7 separate regions of the Mus musculus genome follow, and regions 1, 2, 4, 5, 6 and 7 are each linked to region 3. A link is a contact called in public Hi-C, HiChIP or PLAC-seq, Micro-C and promoter capture Hi-C data. All regions are on one chromosome and are shown on one strand. The core of a region is the stretch at or near the end of the contact, and the rest is flanking DNA. Distances in the headings are between cores, read along the strand shown.

The links. Promoter capture Hi-C pulls out the DNA fragments that hold promoters and counts their contacts. Hi-C and Micro-C count contacts between places; a contact is called where the count stands out from the background. HiChIP or PLAC-seq counts read pairs in DNA pulled down with a chosen protein or histone mark.
Region 1: a Micro-C map of embryonic stem cells shows a contact between it and region 3, with 2.4 times the contacts expected there. The contact joins the promoter of Erc2 here to the promoter of Wnt5a in region 3. A contact is called at or near these places in 1 of 39 promoter capture datasets (embryonic stem cells), 2 of 484 Hi-C or Micro-C datasets (both in embryonic stem cells), 3 of 115 datasets of contacts at active chromatin or transcription factors (cardiomyocytes and embryonic stem cells) and 1 of 9 other capture datasets (embryonic stem cells).
Region 2: an H3K27ac HiChIP or PLAC-seq map of embryonic fibroblasts shows a contact between it and region 3, with 20 times the contacts expected there. The contact joins the enhancer-like site here to the promoter of Wnt5a in region 3. A contact is called at or near these places in 16 of 39 promoter capture datasets (the 3T3-L1 cell line, cranial neural crest, embryonic stem cells and 8 more), 1 of 15 datasets of contacts at CTCF or cohesin (the NIH/3T3 cell line), 54 of 484 Hi-C or Micro-C datasets (the C2C12 cell line, LSK cells, the MC3T3-E1 cell line and 33 more), 20 of 115 datasets of contacts at active chromatin or transcription factors (the NIH/3T3 cell line, astrocytes, a colorectal cancer cell line and 15 more) and 5 of 9 other capture datasets (adipose tissue, embryonic stem cells, embryonic tail and 2 more).
Region 4: a Hi-C map of uterus shows a contact between it and region 3, with 4 times the contacts expected there. The contact joins the enhancer-like site here to the promoter of Wnt5a in region 3. A contact is called at or near these places in 15 of 39 promoter capture datasets (the 3T3-L1 cell line, 3T3-L1-derived adipocytes, cranial neural crest and 9 more), 17 of 484 Hi-C or Micro-C datasets (the N1E-115 cell line, Sertoli cells, cerebral cortex and 5 more), 14 of 115 datasets of contacts at active chromatin or transcription factors (VIP interneurons, craniofacial prominence, embryonic basal ganglia and 9 more) and 1 of 9 other capture datasets (embryonic stem cells).
Region 5: a promoter capture Hi-C map of the 3T3-L1 cell line shows a contact between it and region 3, with 8 times the contacts expected there. The contact joins the enhancer-like site here to the promoter of Wnt5a in region 3. A contact is called at or near these places in 5 of 39 promoter capture datasets (the 3T3-L1 cell line, hippocampal neurons, maxillary cranial neural crest and 2 more), 3 of 115 datasets of contacts at active chromatin or transcription factors (VIP interneurons, embryonic forebrain and embryonic midbrain) and 1 of 9 other capture datasets (embryonic stem cells).
Region 6: a contact with region 3 is called in a promoter capture Hi-C map of the 3T3-L1 cell line, with 6 times the contacts expected there. The contact joins the enhancer-like site here to the promoter of Wnt5a in region 3. A contact is called at or near these places in 5 of 39 promoter capture datasets (the 3T3-L1 cell line, frontonasal cranial neural crest, hippocampal neurons and 2 more), 1 of 484 Hi-C or Micro-C datasets (uterus) and 2 of 115 datasets of contacts at active chromatin or transcription factors (embryonic forebrain and embryonic midbrain).
Region 7: a promoter capture Hi-C map of embryonic stem cells shows a contact between it and region 3, with 3 times the contacts expected there. The contact joins the promoter of Ccdc66 here to the promoter of Wnt5a in region 3. A contact is called at or near these places in 2 of 39 promoter capture datasets (embryonic stem cells and hippocampal neurons) and 3 of 115 datasets of contacts at active chromatin or transcription factors (astrocytes, embryonic stem cells and stem cell-derived neural progenitor cells).

The regions. Positions count from the first base shown.
Region 1 is chr14:27,620,131-27,623,761 of GRCm38.p6, forward strand. It overlaps Erc2 (ELKS/RAB6-interacting/CAST family member 2), which reads left to right and starts at 2,277. Exons shown (of 20, transcript NM_001347497.1): 1 at 2,277-2,484.
Region 2 is chr14:27,821,003-27,824,692 of GRCm38.p6, forward strand. The region is part of intron 4 of Erc2 (ELKS/RAB6-interacting/CAST family member 2); the gene reads left to right. Among named protein-coding and RNA genes, the nearest start is that of Gm45645, 18 kb to the right of the region's middle. Within about 2 kb of position 2,254, at least 55 of the 459 cell types and tissues checked have an H3K27ac peak or open chromatin away from gene starts, as enhancers often do. A contact at or near this core is called in the NIH/3T3 cell line, the STO cell line, a colorectal cancer cell line and 4 more, where this site is marked.
Region 3 is chr14:28,503,885-28,507,470 of GRCm38.p6, forward strand. Wnt5a (wingless-type MMTV integration site family, member 5A) reads left to right here and starts at 1,589. Exons shown (of 5, transcript NM_009524.4): 1 at 1,589-2,230. The coding sequence starts at 2,225.
Region 4 is chr14:27,878,983-27,882,677 of GRCm38.p6, forward strand. All of the region lies in intron 5 of Erc2 (ELKS/RAB6-interacting/CAST family member 2), which reads left to right. Gm34996 (a long non-coding RNA gene) reads left to right here. Exons shown (of 2, transcript XR_383314.3): 2 at 492-3,695. Among named protein-coding and RNA genes, the nearest start is that of Gm34996, 4.2 kb to the left of the region's middle. Within about 2 kb of position 1,894, at least 3 of the 459 cell types and tissues checked have an H3K27ac peak or open chromatin away from gene starts, as enhancers often do. A contact at or near this core is called in VIP interneurons and uterus, where this site is marked.
Region 5 is chr14:29,267,739-29,271,472 of GRCm38.p6, forward strand. The region is part of intron 11 of Cacna2d3 (calcium channel, voltage-dependent, alpha2/delta subunit 3); the gene reads right to left. Among named protein-coding and RNA genes, the nearest start is that of Lrtm1, 250 kb to the left of the region's middle. Within about 2 kb of position 2,288, at least 15 of the 459 cell types and tissues checked have an H3K27ac peak or open chromatin away from gene starts, as enhancers often do.
Region 6 is chr14:29,227,621-29,231,524 of GRCm38.p6, forward strand. All of the region lies in intron 11 of Cacna2d3 (calcium channel, voltage-dependent, alpha2/delta subunit 3), which reads right to left. Among named protein-coding and RNA genes, the nearest start is that of Lrtm1, 210 kb to the left of the region's middle. Within about 2 kb of position 2,576, at least 23 of the 459 cell types and tissues checked have an H3K27ac peak or open chromatin away from gene starts, as enhancers often do.
Region 7 is chr14:27,506,733-27,510,192 of GRCm38.p6, forward strand. It overlaps Ccdc66 (coiled-coil domain containing 66), which reads right to left and starts at 1,728. Exons shown (of 18, transcript NM_177111.3): 1 at 1,690-1,728. The coding sequence starts at 1,700.

The DNA of each region.
Region 1 (3,631 bases), core at 1,027-3,526, 880 kb before region 3:
TGGAGCTGGAGTTTGGTATAACCTAAATTTGTGTTTCTAGGCCATGGCCACTCATAGTTCAGAATAAACTGTTACTTATTCTCTGTGAAGTGAGAGCTGTGTCTTTGGTATCGACAAGATTGTATTGTAATTTTCTGTCCAGTTGGGTAAGGGCTGCTTGTTAGCACTTGGCATGATGGGGTAGTGTGTCTGTGTACATATGTACATACATATATTTAGCATTAAATTACAAAAGGTTAGCTGGATGACATCTTTGAGTTCATTTAGTTTAGCTTTTAAAATCTTCAGATGGGAAACTAAGTCCCCAAAAGGATGAAGATGACATGTCTAAGAACTCTAAAATCTCAGTCCTTTGTTTTCTACATAAAATGACTATTTTTTTCCATTTTTTTCCTAAATCAAGGACCTACTTTAAAAAATAAAATCTGTTAGAAACCATGAGTCTTTGTGCGTGTGTGTGAAAACTATTCTTCGGCCTACATACATATAATGTTACCTTTTAAACACTCAAGGATTCTTATTTAGAACTTACAGGTCAATGGAATAGAGAGAATGAAGGCCATCAATAGTGACTGTTCAACATTGTATTTAAAAAAAAATCTATAAATGTGCCATCTTGGATATGTCACCTGGATTTTCTGAAAGATATTACCCATTTTACAGTTTTTGTGAGAGTGATTGAGAAAATGTAAGTGTAATGTGCACAGATATCTGCACATTGTGTGCCTGTGTGGGTGCACACACACTTAAAGCATGCTGTCACTGTGCTGTTAGTATTGTCACCTTGGCATGAACTCGAGTCACCTGGGAAGAGGGAACCTCAGCTGAGGACTGGCTTCTATCTGATTGGCTTTGTGGCAGCGGTTTTCTGATTGATGACTGATGTGGGAGGACCCAGCCCACAGTACCACCCCTGTACTCATGGTCTTGGCTGGGTTAAGTAAGAGAGCAAACTGAGCAAGCCAGGAGAGTAAGCCAGTAAGCAGTGCTCCTCCATGGCCTCAGCTTCAGCTCCTGCCTCCAGGTTCCTGCCTTGCACTCCTGCCCTGGCTTTGCTTGAGGATGGGCTGTGCAGTGGAAATGTAAGCCGACCCTTTCCCAAATTGGTTCTGGTCATTGTTTTTATCACAGCAACAGAGAAGCAAATTAGCACAGTCACATTTCAGAAACTACTCAGCATGAGGTATGTCAAGAATCTCAAAAGGGTTCTCACATGTAACACACCAGGTTGCCAAGGATCCATGTGGGACAGAACACAATAGATATAGTTTGGTTTTGTCCTTCAAGTACCAGGGTTAGGGGAATGGGCACTATTTGTTGGGGATGGAAAGAAGAGTATGAGCACCCGGAGGCCATGGAAAACCTTAAATGGTATGGCTATTAAAGGCAAAAACACTTAGGCTGCCAAAGGAAGGCATCCTCCTGTTCTCTGAGCAGTTAGCATATGAGGTCCTCCTTTTCAGGGTGGGAGGAAGGATTGTCCCCAGTCACTGTTCTTCCCTCTGCTCACCCCACTGCTGGATCAGGATCGCTTTATGTGTGAGCTTCCCAGCAGGAGCCACTCTTATGTGGCCACTGAAGTTGCTGGAAGCACACTCATCAGGGCATAAAGGAAATCGCTGCTGTTCTGGAATTGACTACTTACCTCTGTCGTTTCCATTTCCCTCCCTGGTGCCAAGTGGCAGCAGCAGGGGTTCAAGACTTCTTGTTGAGCGGAAGCTTTTGCCCGTGAAAACCTTGCACACTTTCTCATGCACTTTACCTGGAGCGGTGTGTGCTTGCGTGAACTCAGGGCCCATCTTTCTAATTTAAAAGGGAACCAGACGAGACACCTAATGCATCTGATGAACAGGAGCCTGAATTGCTCTCCTTTTCACTTTTCTATCTCGCTTTTCCTTGGGGGACAAGGAGGTGGCAATAAAGTAGATGTGTTGTGGAGTCATCCTTCTATGGACCTGCAAAGGAATGGATGGTCCTAGGGCATAGGAACCCTCACCCCAGTTCTCTAGGTTAACTTAAAAGGCAAGGGCTGTTTTTGTTCCCCAGAAGTGTCTGGCAGCTTTTGGAGGGGCTTCTGGGGGAGGATTGGGAGGTCAGGTGCTTCGGGCAGGAGGATGCCAGGAGGCGCTGCGGAGCGGGCGCGCACTCGACTCTCTGCTGCCCCCCGCGGAGGTGCCCAGGTCCCAGCCGCGGCCCCTCCAGGCTCCTCGGGAATGCTGGGAATGTGAGTCAGGGCCTGGGCGAGCGGCCGTGAGCGCGCGTGTCGGGACTGCGGCGGGCGCCGCCCCCTCGGCCCCGCCCGGCCCGGCCCCGGCGCTCGGCGCTGGCCGCGCTCCCCTCCACCTCCCCACCACCTCCCCGCGCTGCCCGCGCTCCACCGTCTCGCGCTCCTGATCGCTCCAGCTCCTCCCGGCCGCCCGACGCCGCAGCCACGCGAGGTTGTAAAAATCCATGTGGGACCGCGCCGGGGCGAGCATCGCTAAGGTGAGACGCCGACGCTGGGGGCCCCGGCTCCCTCGTGCGGGTCCCCGGCGCTCGTGGGCAGCTGCAATGCGTTATCGGGGGAGCTGAGGGGAGACGCAGCCGCCTTCCTCGGGGCTATTTCAGGCGGGGGAAGGGATGGGGCGGCCTAAGGGCGGATTTGCCTCTCTCTCTAAACCCCCGGATTGGAACAAGTGCACAGTTCCTCAGGCGCCCGCCCCGGGCCACCTCCCGCAGTCTCTCTCCCGTAGCCACCCTCACTGTCCTCTCCTTTCTTTTCTGCAGACGACCCCCCGCCCCCTTTGCTGACTACCTTGCCGGGAGGGGTGGGATGTTCACGAGGGTGGGGGTCTCTCAGAATCGGAAGCTGAATAAAGTGGAGAAGACAGGACCCCCCAGCCTCAGGGGTTGTGAGCCTGGCTGTCTGGGTGGGCTCCAGGGGAAAGGGGGGCGGGGAAGGGATGCAGGTTATAAAAAGAAAAATTCATGCCTGGGAAAATGAAGATGATTTACTGGGGAGGGGTAGGAGGTGGTGTATGAAAAAGGATACGATGTGAAATTAAACAGCATTCCTACCGATTCTCTCCCCACCTCCTAATTACACAAGGGGTACTTACAAGGAGGTACCTTTAAAAATTATTATTATTATTATTCCTGTATGAGCCTTTGAAAGATCATTTTTAGGACAGTGAAGAATAAGGGCTCTTTCGGTGTGTGAAAATCAAATAGTACCCACAAACTCTCCCCTGTTTAGCCCTACATAATTTATTTTGTAGTTAGGGGTCTTTCTCCTCCTTGCCAGAGGGAGGGTCCGCTCCCTTAGGAGAAGATCGATTTTAGGCGGCTACCTGCCTTTGCTGGATGAAAGACAATTTACTCCCAGAGCGGTGAATTGTCAGTTCTCTTCGTGACTGACAGCCGCACCTGCCACTTATGTGTATAGAATGGGACCGGTGGAACCCCAAGAGCCAATCAATGCTCGGGAGAGGAGGGCTGCTCCCACTTGTCTTGGTTAGTTTCCTGGTTGGCTCTTTAAATCAGTGGTTTTACTTAACCATTGGTTTCCACCAGGTAGGACTCCAGCTGTGAGAAGCAGAGAAGCGGGAAGCCAACTCCTCGACAATGGGCTTAGAAGCAAGTATGTTCAACC
Region 2 (3,690 bases), core at 1,004-3,503, 680 kb before region 3:
GGCACCGTGGGTTCACTGGTGAGCAGTGCAGATCCTTAAAGACTGCTCCATGGAGGCAAACATCAAATATCTAGAGGCAGACACAAGTATTTACCCAACGTGGGGTAAACAGACGTGCTAATGCATGTTCTTGAGGGTGGGTCAGAGGATTCCTGGAGGAGGGGCTTTTCTGGATGAGCTGATGCTTAGTGGACATTAGCAGGTGAGGGGGAACAAAGCAGGAGAGCGTGCCTGGCAGGAAGACCAGCATATGTGAAAGACCGAGGCAGGAGGCCCCAGAGCTCCCAAGAAGCTCAAGATGGTGGTTAGAAGGAAGGATGAAGAAGAGGTCTGGCAGAATAGGCTTTGCAAGTCAACATTGAGAAACCATGGTAATTTTTAACCTGGAAGGAGTCAGGCATCGTAGACTAAGTAATCTTTTAGCTGTGGTGTGGAGGAAGCATTGAAGAAGAGAGGGGATAAATAGGATGAAGGATGCTAAATGTCTTCTAAACAGAGGCGTTTCTAAGAGCAAGGGGAGGTACTGTTAATAGTTGACCATTAAATAAGACTGTCTCAAACAAGGTAAACATTAGGCTAAGACTGGCTAGTTGTAATATTCTGGACCATATGGAGGCCATGAGGATGCCTCTGAGAACATCATTAGAACATGCTTTCTTCTTCTTTGGCCCTCCATAGTTTAACACAAAAATATGATTTCTAGACCATTTTAAGTAAGCCTACTATGTCTGACTCCTTTCTCTTGCTGCCACAGATTCTGCAGCTCCCACATCTGGAGAGGTACGAAGCATCAGCCAGCTGCCCCATGGCTGCAGAGGCACTGTCCTAGAACTCAACACTTTAGGTTTGCTTTGCTTGGGTTTCAGCTGGACTTTCTTCATCCTCTCCTAAGGTGTTCATGGCCATTCCTACTGATAGGAAGCACAAGGCCTTCTATTAAACATGCATAGTTCAGCTTCCTGGTTTCTGGCAGTCATTCCCAGCAGAGGGCATTGTATCAGCATTACCTGGAAGGCAGCCCAGAAAATCCCTCCCCTGGAGGTCCTCCCACTCTGTCATAGTGCCTGCTTTGGGGAAAATTATAAGAGGAATCTCATTCAAATATGTGATTACCACCTCTTCTTTTTGTGCAAGTTTGTGTGAGGCCTCTGGCAGCACCATGTGGCCTCATGGGACAGTTTGCTAACCCAGTGGTGGTGTTGAGCATTTCCATCACAGGATAATGCTGCAGGCACCGTGGGTTCACTGGTGAACAGTGCAGACCCTTAAAGACTGCTCCATGGAGGCAAACATCAAATATCTAGAGGCAGACACAAGTATTTACCCAACGTGGGGTAAACAGACATGCAAAGGCATGTGCTTTTTGTATATGGTAAAACTTTTAAGCAGTTTATGCATTTACTTTTAATTGTTAAAATATATCTTGTTTTGTATATTTGGAGTTTGCAATAGGATGTTATAGGCCACACATAGGCAGTCATGTGGCAATTACAGTGGGAAAAGTTGACATGCCTGTTGTGATGGGTAATTTTCATTGCCAATTTGACTGATTTTGGATTACCTAGGAGACAGGAGAGGCGCACTTGTGCCTGTGTGTCCAGAGAGGACTGCTGAGGGATCATCGTTCTCCTTGAGTGTGGGCAGCACTATGCAAGTACTGCGGACAGGGAGCTGCACTTCACTGCTGCCATGGCGCTTCCTGGTCTGCTATGATTTAAACCATTTTTCTTTACCACACTGACCACAATGGACAGCACACTCTGAAACCATGAGACAAAATAAGTCCCTCCTGCTTCTAGTCGCTTCTGTCCGGTATTTGGTCATTGTGTGCAAAAGTAATTAACAGAGCTATCATCTCATGTAGGTTGTGTGTGTATGTGAATGTGTATGTATGTATGTGTGTGTGTGCATGTGCATGTGTATGTGCATGCATGTGTGTGTGTGTGTGTGAGAGAGAGAGAGAGAGAGAGAGAGAGAGAGACAGAGAGAGACAGAGAGAGACAGAGAGAGAGAGAACAGAAAATAACTTATCATAAGTCCCAAATACCCTCTAATTTTATTAATGTCAGCTTTCTGGCCATAAACCTGTCCATCCTGCATCCTTGTTCTGTGTCCTTTGTCAGCCACCTCTTCTCTCCACTGTTCTATTTTCCGCTTGTGTGTTTGAAGGTTTATTTATTTAGTGTCTGTTGAATGTGAGGCATAAGGCCAAGGTCTGCAGTGAGTCAGAGGGTGTGTCTCCCACGACCGTGCTTCCTCCCACTTTACAGCATCAGCCTTGTTTTGCCTTCCCAGTGCAGCATGCTTTTTGGCATAGCTACAGTCTTCCATGAGATATTACCTTCTCTAGAATCTCCTGGTATGTTTGCATTGGGGAAGCCTTTGCATTATTACAGTGCACCTCAGGGCTGCTCCTCCAGGGCAATGGCCTGCTTTTACTTCTTTGTCCAGTACTGTTTATCTGTTATGACACTCGTCAACGTGTACTTACAAGGAGTTATTGGCCCCATAGCTGTGCACTTATGGGCATCCTTGAAGGTATATTTTATCTAAACATGCTCAGGATATGTTGCCAATCAGTGTTGAATCATGAATGCAAACTTTTCTGTATAATTGATTTTCTGTATGATTGATTTCTTAATTTGTACTTTACAGCAGACCAATCTTAGCAGAAAATTTTTTGCCCCCCGCCCCCCCCCGTCCATCTTCAATTGTAACATAACATATAAGGAAGTACAAGCATGTATGCCTTATGAAGAGGTATAAATCTTTTTGTTCCAAAAACAAAACAAACAAAACCAGCCCTATGCTTTCTTCTGTTTGCCTGGGCTGTCTGTCCTTTTCATGAGTTTTCAGGCCTCTTTCTAGTCAGTTTCTGGTATATCACACACAGTCTTTGGAGATTGTCACTATGAGGTAATTGTTGAATTGATCTTCAAATCCTTCACTTCATACCCCTTGGGTATCCTTTAAGCTTTCCTTTTAGGGGAGGCTTTCCGAAGAGTGTGGTTTCGTGTCCACGAATTCCTGGAAGTTATGGCTGGTTGCAGGATGATTCACACAGTAAATATCTAGGGCCGGATTTGCAAATCATGTGGTTACAATCTAGCAGGCATCATTGGCCATCAATCACTTCCCTGCTGGAAGTAAATAAAAGAGATCAGTGCCCGCACAAACCTTCTCCTTGTGGGTTTGACAGAAGGCACTCTACGCAGGGCCATGCTGGGCTTTGGATAGCAGTATCAGCATCATTTTGGAGTTAGTTTCCAACCTAACATCTCAGACCCAGCAATGTCTACTTTAACAAATTCTAGATGACTTCCTTACACATGGATGATTGAGAACCTCGGCCTAGGAATTGGGGCGGCATCGCATGTGTGGATGAGTAAGGTCCGCGATGAGTCTGCTTCCGGTCCTTTTCTAAACTTTCTCTCTTGGAATCTTTACCTACTCATTTATTTTGAATATAAGGATTGTGAGCCTCAATTCAGTATCTGGAGGAAAGATCTGTTGTTGTTGTTGTTATTATTGAAGAGCTAGCTGGTAGAGCTACAGGTATTAAATAAATTACTATAAATGATTACTTGTGACACTAATTACTCCTGTCACATCTCATTCTAAGCAAAAATTGCTTGTCAAAAGCTTTATTTTGGGCAAAGGAACAGAGAGATGGATGACTTAGTCAGTAAA
Region 3 (3,586 bases), core at 339-2,838:
GTTTGAGCATGCCACCTGTGGCATACCGGAGGATAGGGTGGTGCTTATCCATCCACTCTATCCAATCGAAGTCCTAACAATTTCAGCTATCTAGAGGTGTCTAGAAGTTCTGGAGTCTGGATCCCCGGTTCACCTAAACTTCACAGTCTTCTCACCCTGAGAGCCACCACCTAGATCCATATCGGCAGCATGACCTCTACTCTTGCCTGGCCACGTTGGGGTGAGGAACAGTCCTGTCTAGCAAACCTCTGACACCAGGGACTTTGCAAGATGCACGAGCCCACTCTACCCTCCAAGCCCGGGCTTTAAGCCCAGGGCGCAAGGAGACATCCCAACCCAACCAGGATCCATGTCAGTGAGGTCCTTTCTGTAGAGGTGCCAGTAAATGCAGTTGGGGACAGTTGAGCCAAGGGGTCCGGATCGGAAAGTTGAGGTTCAGACCCCCAAACGGGTCGACGGCTTTGGAAGAAGCTGAGCCGATCAGGAGGCAGGCAGGCAACAGCAGTGAAATGAACCTCGTTATACAGATGCCTGGGGGATGGGGAGCCTTGAGGAGGGGGCCCAAGGGGGAGCGTACCCCGCCTCCAGGCACCCTGTCCCGTAGTACAGCTTTAAAATCCTGAGAAGTTTGTCATAGGACAGCCTCATCACGCATGCGCATAGGCAAAGTTGACTTTTTTTTTCTCTCCCCCCCCCACCCCCCTTTGCCTCTCCAGCCGTGTTTGGTTCTGCAACTTTAAAAATATTTTTTTTTCGCTGAGAACACCAAGGGAAAGAGGAGTCTGGAGAGAGGGAGGGCGAAAGTGAGGGAGCTGGTCAGGAGGGCCGGGGGTGGGGGGCACGCGGTCCCCTCGCTGGGCCAGTCAGTCTGTGGGGCACCGCATCGCTTGGAAAGTTGCTGCAGGCTCCGAGGCACCGCCTCCGCCGTCCGGAGTCCGGATTGTGCGGCCGCTGCATTGCCATCTCCTTCCGCGGCCTCCGCCGGGCCCCACGACCGCCCCTCGGACCCCGGCCGCGACCGAGGAGGTGGGCAGCCTCGGCCGCCATGGACCTCTGGAGTTGAGTCGCCACCGCGGAGCTCTGCGCCCTCCGTCCTCTCGCTCTGTTCTCTCTGGAAAGGCGGGGGGGTGGAAAGAAGAAGGTTAACCCGAAGAAAGGAAGAAAGAAAGAAGGGGACCAGAAGGGGGAAGCCAACGTTCCCCCACAGGCTAGCTGTCCATCAACCGCTCAAGCCACCAAGCGGCAGAAAGTTCAGGGCTGCCTTGAACCCATTTTCTTTGCGCCTGGTTTTTGCCAGACTCTAAAATGAAAGGACAAAATTTGGCGCTGACTCTTGCAGCTCTGATGGCGACTTGTGCGATTTCAGCGGCATCTCCCGGAGAAAAAACCATGCGTGCCTGATTGTTCTGTGGTCCCATAGCCGCCGCCGCTGCTGCTGCTCTGTGTGTGTGTGTGTGTGTCTGTGTGTGTGTGTGAGCGCGTGTCTCTGTGTCTGCGTGTGTGTGCGTTTGTGTGTGTGTATGTGTGTGTGTTTGGGTGTGTGTCTGTGTGTACACAGAGGTTCACTAGCTAACTCAGCTGCAGGAGCAGTCCCTGGAAGCAGACGTTTCGGCCACAGACCCAGAGAGGAGGAGCTGACAATCAGGAGGCGTGAGCCGCCTGGAGTCTGCAGAATTCGTGGTGTGAATGAACTGGGGGCATCTTGGGCACAGGGATTGCCCCCCCTCCTTCCCCGCCTCGGGCCACAGTTGAGTAGTGGGGCATTTTTTTTCACCTTCTTGTGAAGAATTTTTTTTATTATTTGTTGTAAAGTCTTTTGCACAATCACGCCCACATTTGGGGTTGGAAAGCCCTAATTACCGCCGTCGCTGATGGACGTTAGAGAGGGAGCGCCTCGCCGCGGAACAGTCGCCTGCGCGCCCTCGTCGGACCCGCGGCTCCTGCACTGTGTCCCCGCTCGGCCCTGCGCTTGCTGCTCGCCCGCGCGCGCCGGCGCCCTCTCGGTTCCTGGGCACATTTCCACGCTATACCAACTCCTCTGCCCGAGTCCGGGCGCCAGTGCTCGCTTCCGCTCCGGGTCGCTGCGCCCACCCGACGCGCCCAGGAGGACTCCGCAGCCCTGCTTTGGATTGTCCCCCAAGGCTTAACCCCGACGCTTCGCTTGAATTCCTCGGCCGCCTTCGCTCGGGTGGCGACTTCCTCTCCGTGCCCCCTCCCCCTCGCCATGAAGGTAAGTGTTCTGTGCGCACGGACGCTCCCTACTTTTTCCCCCCCTTTTCAAAGTTAACTGAACTCTTTCAATCTATCCCTATCCTCTCCATTTCTCTAACTGCCTGGAGAAAGCTAAACTCCAATATCGCCGGCAGGGACTCCTATCTTTTCGTCCCTTACCCTGGGGACACTGCCTCTGCGTCCTTGGAGACTTTTTGCACCGGCTATTCTTCAAACCTTTTCAACTATGGAGAAGAGCGAGGGCAGGAAAGACAGTTCGGGTCACAGGCGGCGCGCCTTTTTACCTCGAGAACTGGAGTGTAGTTTTACTACGTGTATTTCAGTGACTGGATAATGATTCGATTCATCAAGTATATATCAAACGCTCATTTCACCGGCACGCGGAGATTGTGTGGCTGAAGCTCTGAGGCCGGATGAGGACTGTGTTAGGAGAAACGGCTGCGAGACTAAGGAAACTAGGGGCCACCTACCCTAGAGCAACGCACACCCCACCCCCAACCTCCGATCAGGGCCCAGTTCCCGGCTCTCCAGGTCGAGTAACCCGAGCGTTCCCGGCCCCTGTGCCTTTAAGAGTGCCTGGCGGGGGGCCAGAGCGCACCCCGCGCGGGGAGCAGGGTCGCGTTATTAGCTTTATTAGCGGCCTCTGGGTGAGCTCAGGTCCTTTACTGCAGCATTGGGGGCGGGGAGTAGTGGTCCTAGTGGCTTTAATCCTGCCCCCTGAGCGGAGTCAACCTAGTGCTTTGGAGACTCTAGGGCCTCTGCGTTTCGAGATCGGGCGGGGGTTAGTTTGTGAACTCGTGTTTGTTTTAATTGTCAGTTGTATGTTAAAGCCGAGTCACACACTCTGAGGGTCACCGAGAGTTCACTTTTACAAAAAAGTTAACGTTTCGTCTTGAAATATAACTAGCAATTTTCCAAACAACTTTTCCTTCGGTTATCCTCCACGCCTCGATAACAATTTCCATTTATACTTCATACCTCTCATTTCCAGCTTTCTAGTAGGGAGTAAGGTGAAGATCGGTACGAAGCTGTTTCCTAAAAGCAAACAACGTTCTTTCTTCAAAGAAAGGGTTTTAAACCCCGGTGCTTCTAAGGCCCTGTTTTACCCTCTATGCCCTGTCCGAGCCACAGCTCCGTGGTCTCACTTTAAATGAACAATTCGCTCCTGGGAAATAACTTGGGTCGGGTGATGAGGTCGTACCTCCTCAGCATCTGCTGTCTTGACGATATTAGCACACCTAGCCAGATTTAATTTCAAGACATTTTCCATCAGGCGAGGCTTTGCGGGGGGGGGGGGGATTTGGAGGAGACAATGTTGTAAGTACCCAGCAATTGAGGAATGGCGGAAAGTAGG
Region 4 (3,695 bases), core at 644-3,143, 620 kb before region 3:
CTGGTTTACAGAGTGAATTCCAGGACAGCCAGAGCTACACAGAGAAACCCTGTCTCAAAAAAAAAAAAAAAAAAATTAGAGTAAGTTTTGGGAACCCAGACAGTACAAGCCTTAGAGGTGACTCCTGAACAGAACTTAAACTCAGAGGTTGGAATTTCAGATTGCTTTTTGTCTTGGTTTTGGCCAAAAATCACCATTGTTAACTAGTGCTTTGCCAAATCTAAAGTTAAATAAAAGGAATAGTTTGCTTTGTAGAGGCAGTCTCGTGTCTTATGCATCTCTCATACTGGCCTCAAATTTACTATGTAACCAAGGATGACCATGAACTAACACCTGATCCTCCTGTCTCTCCTTCCAAAATAACAGGGTTCCATGTGCCATTATGCCCTGTTCAGAAGTACAGAAAAGCCTCTCTATGAGCCCCCTAATTTCAGGAAGATGACATAAATTAGAGCTGACAAGATATTCCATACTTGTCCCTTGTTCCTTAGGGAAACTGAGGGTGAAGTTCTGAACTCCATTTGTTTCCACAACATTTGCATCAGCTCTGCAACGGGGCTTCCTGCAAGGGTCTGCAGAATCCTGCTTCTCTCAAGCTTTGTGTGAGCTTCAACCCACTGCTCTCTGGGAACTCTGTGTGCCCTACAGACTTGCTGATCTGTGTGGAAGTCTCTGCAGGTCCTGGAGAAGGGACCTGTATCCCGATAGGGGATGGCCCTCTCCAGACACACCTTCCAGCACCTAGTTGATCCTGGGCTAAAGTCTGCTGAGTAAAAGGAAGAGAAGAGAATGATGTCACTGACGATCTATCTTTTTGCAGGAATCTCCATGGTTTAAAATTGGCCCTGATTTGATCTGGCAGGTACGCCCCACATCTGTATGTGGGAAACTGTGTGCACTTCTCTGAGAAATTCCTTTCTCGTGGAGCCCCTTTGCTGATTCTATGGCCAAAGAGGCTTTCTCCACTCCTTTCCCCTCTGCTGGAGAGCAGCCTGTGAGGACAGCTCAAAAGCCACGCTTTCATTTTCCCTATTTAATGCTAATGCCTTTGAAAGAATGTATTCTTAACCTGACTTCAGTATATCTGACACAATATGAGCATGTTGCCCAAAGCTTTCACTTTATTGAGTTCATTGATAAACTTTATCCAATTTAAGTAGGAAGAAAATGAATTATGTGAATGGCAATACTTGTTAGCTCTTTGCAAAACATTTTTGTTGTTGTTGTTGTTAGAACTTTTAAGCCAATGGGAATCTAATTCAGAGTTGCTGAAATCAAAAGGAAGTTTATTGGCATTTTAAACTGGAAAACAAAGTAAACCAATAAAACTAATAAAGCAATAAAAACCAAACCAAAACAGACTACGGCTCCAGGCACCCCTTGATCCAGGGCCTCAAGAAGGATCAGCACATGCCTTTTTGTGTCAGTCTGGTTTTTGTCTCGTCCTTCTCCATGAGAGCCAGTTTCAGGCAGCTTCTCCTTGCCTGTCTGAGGAAGGCGGCTACAACAGTTTCAAAATTCCCAGAAGCCAGGGAAGAGAAAAGATTCGGTTTTTGCTTCTTTGCTTTGCTTTTAATTCAGAAAATAAACCAATGTTGGAGCACTGGTGATTCCTGAGATGGGATATAAAGCTTCACGCCAACCTAACAGCTCAGATTGCAGAGGGCCTGGGCTTCCCTCACTTGCTTAGCATAGTAAATCTGATAATGGACAAGGACAGTTTTCTGGGATGGGAAGATGCATTGGCTAATAATGAGCTTGCCATATATAGAACATACAGATGTTCTAGCTAAGCCCAGGAACCGGAGTTCAGAGCTTCAGCTCAGTACCAGCACATGAATCCAGGCTTGGTGGTGCAAGCCTAAAATCCCAGCACTGGACATGCGGAGGCAGCTGGTGAGCTCCGGAGTCAGTGAGGAAACTGTCTCAAAACATGAAATTAGTAAGAGAAGCCAGCCCCTGCCCTGAGTCACAGCAGAACATGGGTACATCCTTCTGCGAGCCAGGCAAGGCACCGGAGTAGCAAAATGAATTGAGAAAGGTGCCAGATATGGATCTCTGGCCTCTGAGTAGGTATACATTGCATGAGCATCCTCACAGATGTGTTCACAGACACCCACCCACCCCCTCTCATATGCATACATGTCCATACATATACACAAAAGAAGGGAAAACAATCAACTTTTTGCTAGAACAGAAGAAATTATCCATTGCACCAGATTTTACCAAATGAATATTCCTGAATGATGTATAAGCTTTAATAAAAATCTCAGAAACTCCATTTGATCTTATGACCTTGTCAACTGCAGAAGATTAAGAAGCCAGAGGCTTGTTCTCTCCACAATATAGAATTTATGTTGGAGCATGGACCTTCAATTTTGCAGCCATGTGGCCAGCAGAGGCCTATGGGCCATTCCTCTTGAGTATGATTTATACCTGAAGGCTATTTCAAACAGGTGAAACGAAGCAAGTAGCAGCACTGATGAGCTTCATTAAGATGACCCAGTGGCTCCCCTGCCTCAGAAGGATATACCTACATTTAGCTGTGACTCAGGACAGATGATGGCTTCTCTTACTAACATAGAATGTTGTACCTTGTCCCCATGACTGGCTCTTTTTTGTGATGCTGCCCTGCAGGTAGGTTCAGATTCCCCTAAGAGGACTCTTAACACTTGATCAAATTCATTTGGATCTATAGTGTATAGGTATCCAAACCTGGTTCAACCATAGCCCAATAACTCTCATGAACTGAATCAGGTTTTGTTTTGTTTTGTTTTGTTTTGTTTTGTTGGTTTGTCTGTTTTTGACTCCAGATGCTATACAGGTTTATTTCATTCATCTTTGGGACAGTTTAAGATCTTCATTAAAGGCATTGCTTCTCCCAGGGTGTTGCATTCACAGGAAGATTGCACAGGTTTCTAGGCTTGTATGACCTCCCAGGGTGTGGCTTTTTGGTACAGCACTTGTGTGACACCCTGCTTTGATCCCCAGTGACGGATGCAAGTAAAATAAATGTCCAGCAAACAAGCAAGCAAACATGTTCCTGCCTTTTTATGGATAATAAACAAGAGTAATAAAACAGAAACATCGCTAAGCCAAGGGTTCCCTATGCTAGCAGCAAACTCTCCTCCCACGTATAGAAATTAGTCAGTCTCTGTAAGCCTGGCAATAGATCCCATGATCCCATTCCAGTTGATATAGCTGTGGTTTCGAGAAAATAAGCAACTGGCTCCTAAGCCTACAGCTAGCAGGTTGGCAGGAAGGATTTGGATGAGTGCTCCCCTGAGTCACACCAGTGTTCACTGAGCACTGGTTTGGTGCTCTCTACTCAAGTTTTACTAGCTCACGGGTCAAGTGGCTTTTCTCTCAGTACTTATTTGGGTAAGTGTGCAGAGACTTGCATCTAAGAAGAGCAGAGTCAGCTCTGGGTGTTGGAGAAGCCCGCTGTGTGTTTGCAAAGGTTCAGTGCTCTACTTGGTAGCGTGAGGCAGGAGTGATTCACTATACAGGTGTTATCTGGCCTTCAGATATGTCTCCCCGTAGTCAGCATGGATCCTGCGTCCCACTCTGAGTTCTGAGTCTTATTTATTGTGAAGTTTTTATTTTTATTTATTTTTTTAAACAGTAGGGCATGACTAGTTCAGGCTTGCAAAGCCCTGTTTTCATTTTCAATAAAATAAACCTTTAAACATATT
Region 5 (3,734 bases), core at 1,038-3,537, 760 kb after region 3:
AGGCATTATATAAATAAGAAGGGCTGAGGGCACAGACAGGCACTTGGTCTCCTTGTCACTTCTGATAAATCACATCCTCTCTCACTTGCTCTCTCCTCTGCCTTCCCTACAGCAAAGCGATTATTGAGGAAGCATCTTCCAAAGCCTTGCAGAATAGAAAAGGACTCAGCTCAGGGCAGATGCTCTCTACTCTCGGGGCACGTCCCCCAAAAGTCTCTCTGTGCCTATGAAGCAGCATCCCAGAAGCCTCCTGAGTTCTCCCACAGCTCTCGCAAGGGCAAGAGCCCATACCAGTAAGCGAGAAAAGGAAACAAACAAACAAACAAGACCAATATCTATTTGCTTCTAAGATGGGGGATGGATGGGCGCGCTTGTAAAACTGCACAACAACACAGATTCCTGACTTATCCTTATATGTTGTATTTTACATGATCTGTGCTCTTCTTCAACCTTTACTTTGTAATGACCACTAAGCCTCCACTAGGAAAAGGTTGATTTCCTAGCCAAAATAATCCATTTCTGGCCAATATCACCCCATGAATAATTTTCATGCTTACTGGCTTTCATCATCCTTCCACTTGCCCAGGTGAGGGCCAGCAGGAGAGAGCATCTTCCTGGCTGCATATGTAGAGCCCCCCTTAGTCTACTGGGCCACTATGATCAGTGTAGAGCAAGCCTCACCAGGAAATGGAACAGAATGCAAATTAAAGAGGTTCGCTCCCCTTTCAAGGTGTTTTTGCTAGCACAACTTGCAAGACAGCAAACAAGTCTGCAAATGAAATGTGGGAAACCAAGGAAGACTGTAACCCATCACAGGAAGGGAGAACAGGACCCTGACAGTCCAGCTAATGCCTGTAATCACAGTGATAAAGGCCTGCAAATGGCTTCATTCCACACTGTCACTCACAGCCCTAGCTGTGCCCTCAACTCCTGACACCTACAGTGACCTTTGTGATGCTTGAGAAAACAGCTTCCCGCTGTGCGTTCTCTTACAGCACATCCAGATGGGGCAGTTTTGCTCCATTATTTGTGCCTGTAGAAGGAAAATGCCAACAGAAAGATTCATGATGATCCATCCCATCTCAGCAAAGCGTCTCTGATTTATTAGAGCATAAACTGCTGTACAAGCTGTGATGAGTCATGAATGTTCTGGAAGGCCTATGAACTCCAGGGGGAAATGCCCCGGCATCACACTTCTGTGCACCTAATTTATTAGCAGCTTATGCCAACACAGCCTGCAAAACCTGCCAACCTCACAATCGTGGCATCATTTTTTGGGTGGACATGGGAAAAGCATAGGAAAAGGTGTTCAACTAAGACAAATGACAGAAAACTTACTGGCACACTGCATATAAGCATGAATGCTTACAGCCTTCACAGGAGTCCCATAGTCATGCTTTCTGGGGGAAAGGTGAAGGTGTGAGGGGGGAGGAGACTTCCCCAGCTGTAAGATAGACAAATCCAATTGGATATTTTATTGCACCTGTGTTCCTTGGTCCTAGATGAACATGGGAAAGAGTGGATTAATCCCACTCAATTAATTCTAAATTTGGGGAATTTAGGATGGATTTAAAGAACCCCAGTCACTGGTTTAAATTCCTTTATCATTTGAAGGGCATTTTCTCCAATCTTGTGGTTTCAGTACAATTACCATATTTGTGCTTTCTAAATATTGCTCTTTAGAAGAGACTCTGTGTGTGTGTGTGTGTGTGTGTGTGTGTCCATCCTGAGGTTTACATCTATTTCTTTTCCTTTCATTCTAGTGTGTGTATCACTTTAATTCAGTCCTGGCTTCCTTTGTCAAACATCATGAGAAGAATGAGATGGAGGATTCAGTGGCCATGAGAATATGATGTGATATTAAGCATTTGGCACTTTATGCGCTGATAAGATCACCTTTTGTCACTGTAGCCTTCATTTCCACAATGTCACCCAAGCACATGGCTATGTTGGAGATCTAGCAGGAGCAGGCATGACCCAGACAAGAACTGGCAAGGTGATTGGCAGAGTCTGGTGCAATGATTTCAAGGTGAAAGGGGTAGGCCAGCCAGCCAGACTCAGGGTCTTTTCTGAGCTTGGTGGCCTGGGAGTCTGTGCAGTAAGCAGCATAGTAGCACACCTCAGAAGCCAGTCCTGATCTTACCCTTGTGGAGCGAGCTTGGGCTTAACCAAGGTTAAACATTCAGACATTGCCATTGACAGACAATGCTCTGGGGAGAGCAATGTGGCTATTGAGAAATAAGGCAAAGGCATATGCATACAGCTGGGCGTGGCAGGCAGGCAGGAATGCCTGTGTGGACAGCAGGAGCTGTTCTTGTGCCTGGGGTAATAGGAGCCCTGCAAGGAGGAGAAAGGCTTAAGCAGATGCTTTAAAGAGAGAGCCTGCAGCTGGGAGCAGAAAGGAACCAGCTCTAACAAAATGGCTAAGATGCTTTCTCCTCTGCCAGAGGCTTGAAAGAGGGAATGCTGTCTGTCTTGCAGAAAGTGTTACAGTGAGGGCATTACTGCTACTGGGGCTCTACCCCTTCCGAAGGGGTATACCCTGCCACATGAGACTACCGTCAAAGAGCAAGAGAAAACATAAGTGGAATGCCAAAGCTAGGAGACCAAATGCTACACCAGTGGGGTGAACTAGGCACTTAAAGACTGTCTACTGCAGATGTAGATGTGCCTTCTGTAGGGCAACACCACCTAACCCCAAGAGGATGGTTGTTGCAACATCCAGTTAATAATGAGGATCAATAATGTTCAATCAAACAATTGCTCTGGTTTCATAAGCTGTAAAACAACAAAAGAGATGTGAGGTGATGCATGAGAGGTCGCACGTAAGGTACTCCCCCTCGGTGACTTGCAGGCTGTATGGGACTCCTGTTGGAACAATGTCGGAGCTCAGGACTGAGTGATTTCCCATCTGTTCTATTGCCAAGAGAAACTTCAATAAGCCCTCCAGGTTCATTTGGACCTGTGTAGATGTTTAATGGGCCACTAGAACAGAGTGAAAAGGCTTGGCAGGACAAATTCTATTAACGCTCATGAAGAATGCACATTGCCCAATGTAACCTTGGCTACTCTTATGTTCTTTCAACAACCAAAGCAACTTAAGCATATGAAGGAATTTTTTTTTCAATACCACAGCCACCTGTTAGCCCCAAAGCTTTTGATCAGAGCATGATCACATCATCAGGCAGTGGGCAGTGGTAGCAACCTTCTGCTCCTGGGCCCACAAGCCTGGCCTGTACACCTGGGTTACTTCTACTGCTTCTGTGCCTCCAGTCCTCTTATCTCCCCAGACCTGAGCCTTTCTTTTAAGGTCCTCATTCCTACTGCTAAGTGGCTGAAATGATAAACCCATCCCCTGCTACAGCCAGCCTTGCAGGCTGGTGAAGAGATTTACATTCGCAAACACTGGAAGAATGAATTGGTTTTTAATTGAAAAGACAGTGACCCCACCTCCCCCACCCCACCTTGGTGCAAAGCAAATGTCAAGACTGAGTTCTGGGTGCATTCACCATCCGAGCAATATGCCTGTGTCAACACTGCCTGGGATGCTGTCACTGTAATGAAACACAGAGAAAGGCCTAGAAGGCCTCCATGCCCAATAGTGGAGCCTTTGCTCACATTAACTATGCTTTTCTTCAGTCCTTGGGTATGAGACCCAGCACCCTAGCAGAACTGTTGGTGGCAGCACCACTAGTGCCTAGACTCTGCCAGGGAGCAGGACTTGAAGAGTAAAG
Region 6 (3,904 bases), core at 1,326-3,825, 720 kb after region 3:
TTTCATTAATAGACAAATTGATTTCTCTTGCAAGTCACAAGAACCCAGTAAAAAACTATGAGTAGAACCCAGTTTTCTTCATCAGTTTGGCTCAGTTGCTTCCTGCTGCCTGCTCTTTTGGGTCATCAATAGCATAATAATATCATCATATACCTGGGTTAGATCTTTGGTTCCATTAGTGACCCACATCACTGGGTCACTAAATTAATTTACTTAGATGAGCTACTGAGATTGCTTAGTAGTCAATGTTCTTCCTGTGTTAGCATGAGTTCAGATCTTTAGAACCCACAAAAGAGCCAGGCATGGTGTCAGATGTACAGAAGGCAGAGACAGGTAGATTCCAGGAGCTCAAGGGCCAGAAGATCTAGCAAAATCTCTAGGATGACATAAACCTGCAGTCTCAAGTAACTGAGGGGGTGAGAGCTGAGGCAGAGGGATCACACAACTCCAGGAGGTAGAGTCAAGCCTGGACAATGTAATAAGAGCTGATCTCAAAATAGTAAAGGGGCTAGAGAGATTGCTCAGTGGCTAAAAATATGCACTGATCTAGCAGCGGACCCACGTTCAGTTCTCAAGGACTCATAGTTGCCTGATTCCAGCTCTGGAGGACCTGATGCCTCTGGACAGCATAAGCTCCTGAACTCACAGGAAAAGAGGTGTGTGAAAACATAGATTTTAAAAATAATAATTAAAAAAAAACCCAACTCTTTAGAAAATAACAGAACAAAAATAAGATACCAGTAGGGTGCCCCTCTACCCCATTAGAGGAGGAGCTTGAATCTCTTGACCTGGGTTGAAATGAGGGAGAATTGGGGTCCCAAGTCCTCAAGCCCTTCCCCCTCCATTTCCCCAGGCTCCTGCCCAGTCTTCTCCTCCTCTCTGGTTTCATTCCACCTGCAATGTCTCCCAAACATTCCTTTCTCAGATGGGCCAGCATGGGACTCAAAGAAGGAAGAGTGTTTAAAGTGGCAGCAGATGCCACCAGCTACAAGTTCCTTCCATTGCTGCTGTATTTACACCCTTGAGTTTGGTCCTGCCCAAGTGCCTTTGTCTTCTGTCATCTGAAGTATTTCAGGCAGGTTCAAGTCTTCTGGGTTTCCAGTGACTCAGACTGTCAGCACTCCATAAGCATAGAACAACCTAGTAATTATGCCCTCTTGCCTACAAGCCATTATGGTTTCAACAGTCTTCTGTGTCAGTTAAGACCCCTGCTGAGCTGCCTATATTTGCATGGTCACTGGCAATTTGTACACATTTTTACCCACATTCACAAATATCCTCTTACTCTAGACATGGACATCCTTGAGAGACAACACACACACACACACACACACACACACACACACACATACACACGGTAGGAGAAAATTATATCTGAAGGCCACTGACCATGCATCAATGTATAAAACACTTCACAAAAGATGAAAAGAGTCAGGCCAATGTTATTCTTTCCGTGTTGTTCACATTTCCCCCAGTCACGTTCCATCTCCTTCCGCAAATGTTCTCGTCATGTTTTATTCTGACTATGCGAATTCTGCTTACTTGAACATTCTCTCCTCTTCAAAGACGATTGCAGGCAGGAGGCATTCCATTTTAATCCTTCACTTTGCCCTCCCGAATGTCAAGCATTTGTGTGCAGTGTCTTCAAAATCAATAGGGACCCAAGACATATCGCAATGAATATCAGATTGTTCCGAGCAGAATATTAAGCATGCTTTATGTTTTTCTAAGGCGGGTTTTAAAAACAGGACTGGCAACAAAAGCAAGTTGAAAGTTTATGAAAACAGACAACCCTAGCTGTATTGCATTTCCCTTTGTCTGGAAGCCAGCTCTTTTGAAAGAGTTCAAAGCAGAACGGAATTGTGGCTCGTCTTCTAAGCAAACAACACTGTCCCTGCATGTCAGCGAGTCTCCCTGCTGCCTCCCAGCTCCTGATGGCCTACCTCACTCCCTGCAATTTGCCATCCACATTCCCGAGACTCTTCCTCGGTTACAAATCTGCTGTGGATGCCATTGCATTCTATATCCACAGGCAGTTTCCTGGGAAGCAACCGCGAGTAATCGATTTGTCACTAGGATCTGACAATAGCTTGAAAATATTCTTATTTGGACTGTGTGCCGTTGATTACTTTAAATGCAAGTAAGGGGAGAGAGCAAAATGATAGTGACAGAGGGCTCCAGAAAGGGACAGTAAACTTGATTTTCTGTTTGTGCAAAGTGCTGCTATGATAACATGTTGAGTGTAATTTTAAAAAATAATGAATGACAGGCCAACAGGGCTGATCACCATGCCCACTGGCAGAAAGAGGCTCTGGAAAATGAGGAAAAAGAAGAACAACTATCTGGCAAACAGAAAACTGGAATTAACTGCTCCATCTTAAGGATATTTAGAAAAGATGTGCACCACCCCCACACCCCTGCCAACACACACACACACACACACACACACACACACACACACACACTTCCCAGAAATGGCTTTGGCGTTCATTAATGGCTGGTTTGAATGCTGGGAAGGGAACAAGGAAGCCTGGCAGTCTCTTGCCTACAGTCTTTTAGCTCTGGTTCCCTCTTCCTGGAATGCATGAAGAATAAGTTAAGTGTGCACAGGGCTTCACTCCCTTCCAGACCACAACAGTGAGGGGCACCTTGTAGCCAGGATGGAGGAGAAGATCCTGGAAGAGCCAGGAGCATGGGTTACAGTGCTGGGTTCCTTAGTTTCCCACAAGGGCCAGATGCATGTTCCTCTCTATACACTGGAATCTCTGGGCTGGGAGGATTAGAAGTTATCATTCCTCAAGAACAAGGGCAACGAAGAATCTTCTTGCTGGACCTGCCATATGAAATACAGATAACTTTGTTTTTGCATATTTGATGGGCGTGTGTGTGTGTGTGTGTGTGTGTGTGTGTGTGTGTGTGTGTGAAGACCTGGGGTTCCTCTGTTGACTTTGAAGAGTATTGAAGTAGTGTCTTTCACTAACTGGAGAGCCAGATGTTTGAAATAGTGTGGCTAGCCAGTTTGCTTTATGAATTCCATACCCCAGCCTCCATGTACTGGGACTGCAGACAGGCTCTCACACACATCTGCCTTTTCTGTGGGTTTTGTAGATCTGTGCTCTGGTTCTCACCCTTGCACAGCAAGCAGTTTCTCCTCAACCCTAGAAAGTAGAATTCTTATTGCTCTGGGAGTCTTGGTGGAAGTCACAGATGATTTCAAGACATCAACACCCCCCCCCCCATGCAGCACCTAGTCACTTGTTAAGGTCATTATTACTCGCAGGTCTGGCTTCACTAGGCAAAGCCCAGGCCAGGTGAAGAGATGAGAAAGGAGTGAGTCATTAATCAGGCTGCACCCTCACACTGTGTGACAGAAATTATGGTGAGACAAAGAAGAAAACACTGCTGACCTCTGAGGATTCCAGCAGTTCATCCCTACAGCCAGACATTACTTCTCCAGACACTCAGCATCCAAGCCAACACTTGACTTACATCCTTTCTCAGAGGCCTTTTCTAAGCAGGAAGTAGAAGAACCACATATATTCCAATGTGAAACATCTAGGAGTCTGAGGGGCATGGGAGACACACTGGGTGTTGGGAGCAGGGAAGACTGTTTTAACTCAAAAACTTCTTGATTGTCAGTGACCGATAAAACCATTCTTGGGAGTGCTAGCCTAGTGAAGGCTCTCCACTGCAGTGGGGCTCAAGTTCTGCTCTAGATGAGATACTCACCTTGGGAGTCTCTTCATGAATAGACTGAATATGCAGATGCCTGGAACTGATCCCAGGGCCACAAGGAAGACAGCAAGGCTGATGGGATCTGAGTAGAGCCACAGGACATTCTTACTGCCACTGGGCTTCCAGAACAGAGGAACTCTGTGTCAGCCTCTATCATCATAATGCTGCT
Region 7 (3,460 bases), core at 478-2,977, 1.0 Mb before region 3:
ATTGTTTTGACAAGTTTAATTTAACAACTTTCACTAAATAGCAGCCAGGGATATTTATATGAACCTTGAAAGTAAACCTATACCTTTGAATGTATACAGGAATCACATGACCATCAAAGCAGGGGTTTTGGTTGGTTGTTTCTTTTAATTCACATAGCCCAAGCTGCCCTCAAACTCACTATGTATGTAGACCAGGCTGGTTGACCAGGCTGGCTTTGAATTCCTGATTCACCTGCCTGAACCTCCCTCAAAGTAGTCTTTAAATTTTAAAATATTGTTTTCAAGGCTGGAGAGACAGCTCAGCAGTGAGGAGCACTGTCTATTCTTGGCAAGCAGAACCAACATTGCAGTTAACAAGTGTCTGTAAAGGCCCCTCGGGTCACCAAGGGCACCAGCACAAGTGGCCCACAGACTTACATGCAGGCACGATACCCATTCACATAAAATTAAAATAAGTATTTAAAAAGTATGTGTATATATGTGTTCATACATACACATTTTTTTTAACCTAAGAGGGAAAAAAATACAAAAGACTTTCTTACAACTTTTCAGTGAGGCCAGCATGTGTCATGTTTAACCTGAAACCTGGTTTTTGTTACTGGTAAGAAATAAAGCAACCCAGTTATTGCAGCATCCTTTAACCTGCAGCTCTATACCAAAAGTCCCATGCTGCTACCAGAACTCCTTAGCCAGGTACAAGACATAGATAAGCTATTTATGCGTTTTTTGTTTTGTTTTGTTTTTAACAATTTCATGACTGACAGATTCCAAGGAGGAATAGACGCGACTGAAAGATGGCTAAAATGGTCACCAATGTGACGGCTGCTTAAATACAGAATTCCACACAACTTGGACTATTTCATATACTACACGATTGCTTTAGTGACTCTATTACTATCTTAATAAATAAACAATAAACTTTGGCTAATATGACACTTTACATGTCAAAAGCGCCACCATAAAGAAACGGTAAACACTACCAGCAAAACTTACGTTGTCTATTAAAGTCAACAAAATTCTGATGGGATTCTACACACAGTATTACACAGTCTTACGGGGGTGGGGTGGGAACGGGGTGGGCGTTATGTGTCTATGAACAGTAATGACGACAACGTCAAAGAGAAAATACCAAACCAAGAAATTAAGGGCGAGCAGGTTGACTAGCAACTTTAAACTCAGAGTTGCTTTGGTAGCGAGAATCAAAGTGCCTGCGTTTGTAAAAGGAAACAATCTGGGAGATATAGGTTGTCAGAGGCCACCCCGTTGCAGGACTACAAACAGCTCATGGGTACGTTAGAAGGCAACCTCTTGAATGAATCTGAAGTTGCTAAGTCTCTATACTACCGCCCCGCAAGCTTACGGGGCAGGCTGCCTCATTGATTTCTAAACTCCCAGAAGAGAACCTAACATTCAGCTTCTGGATGCGCGGTTACGTCTAGGTCTGGTGGCTGGTTTTCCTAAAACGATGAACTTCTGAAGATGAAGACCGCACCCCAGACTCGGTCCAGCCCCAGCTGAGGATGCTCCAGCTCAGTACGGGGCAGCCGTAGCTCCCCGAGCATCTCGCCCTCTGGGGCGCCATCTCCCCTCCGGGGCGCTCCAACACCACGGTCCGCGCTGGACCCGGAACCCCGCCCGCCGCCACGCGCCGGCTGAAAGTTACAGCCCAGCGAGTCCCCGCCGGCTTACCCCAGGTTCATGGCCCCGCCGCCCACCCGCAGCTCGCTCAGGTCACTTGTGTACCCAGCTTGCTGCCGCTGCTCAACAAACGCTATGCTGATTGGTTGCCGGGGGCCAGCCGAGCCAATCACAGTGGGACATGCTGGCGGGTCCGTTCGTTGATGCCGGCCTCCCCGGACTCTAGATCCCTCTCCGGGGGCGTCTGCGGTTTCTTCGTGATCACCGCCAACCTTGGGGAGCCGCCTTGGCTCTAATGGAGGTTTCCAAATAGGCAGAAACAACAGATGTAACCATTCTCTTTTATATTTGGAGGAGAGGTTTATTTAGTTGAAGGACTTGTGACGCCTAGGACACAGAGTATATGTCTCTGTCTCTTCGTGCTTCCCACACCTTACAGGCTGAAGTTCTTTAAATACTGCAGCAACAGTCACAGTGTGGACCAAACTCGTATATCCGTCGTTAGCAGTGCTATCTCTGAGGCACGAAGAGGCAAAAGGACTTGCCTGGGTCACTGACCACTTAACAATTATACTACAGATCTTATATCTAATGTGAATATGTGTATAACCCCAGCTGACGCTTTTAGACTCAGCCCAAAATTCCACTTGTTGCTCTTCCAGAGAATCCCAGTACTCACGTCAGGGGGCTAAGCCTCCTGCAGCTATATCAATCCTGGTGTCAGACTGGAGTCGGGGAGGGCGCACCCTCGGCAGCCTGTTTCAGAGTGAGTTCCAAGACACCACCATCCCTACCCCCATCCCCACCCCCACTAATCCCCACATAAAAATAAACAAATGTCACTTCCATAAAGAAGCTGCTGAGGGTAAAGTGTAAGAAGGCAATGTCAGCCGGGCGTGGTGGCGCACACCTCTAATCCCAGCACTCAGGAAGCAGAGGCAGGCAGATTTCTGAGTTCGAGGCCAGCCTGGTCTAAAAGTGAGTTCCAGGACAGCCAGAGCTATACAGAGAAACCCTGTCTCAAAAGAACCAAATAAATAAATTATTATTATTATTAGTAATAATAATAATAATAAAAGAAGGCAATGTCTACCTCCCTCCTCCTAGGATCCCAATAGTAGAGACATTATTAGGGTCACTTCCGGAGCATGCAGGAGGGTTTTCAGGAGTTTGGGCAATCCGAAAGTAAATGTAAAGTCTGCACTTAGCAAGGCTGGCGACAAGCTCAAGCTCACGGCTGGATGTGATAGCTGGGCATCTGCTCCCCTTGAGTTCCCAGAGCCCACGTGTCATTACAGCAGTATTGGATTTGGTTGGCTGAGAGGGATGCTCAGGAGGGAGTCCCACGAACCTCCCTATCCAGTCCTGCTATCAGGGAGTGCTATCTTATGCAGACAGGCCCATTTAAGCATCCTGAAGATGGTGGTAGCTGGGCTTGGAGGATAGTCTAGTCCTATGCAACAGAAATCCTCAAAGACTGGGCAATTCCCCATCATGCCACACACACCGTTGGAATCCTGTACCAAAGTGAGTGTCAGAGAAACAGTTGATGTCTGGTACACTTCTGTAACCACAGCTGCTGCCACTTAGGAGACAGAGGCTGGGGGTCCTCCATAGTGTGAGGCCAGCCTAGGCTATACAGGTGTGGTGGCTATTCCTAGTTGTCAACTTCTGGAATGAACTACAGTTCAGAAATGGAGGGCACACCTGTGATCCAGATCATGAGGCTAGAAGACACGGGTTTCTGACTCAGATCTTGACTTGGGATGACACATACTTTTGATCCAGATCTTGAGGCATAGCGGCCATGAAAAGCTTAGGC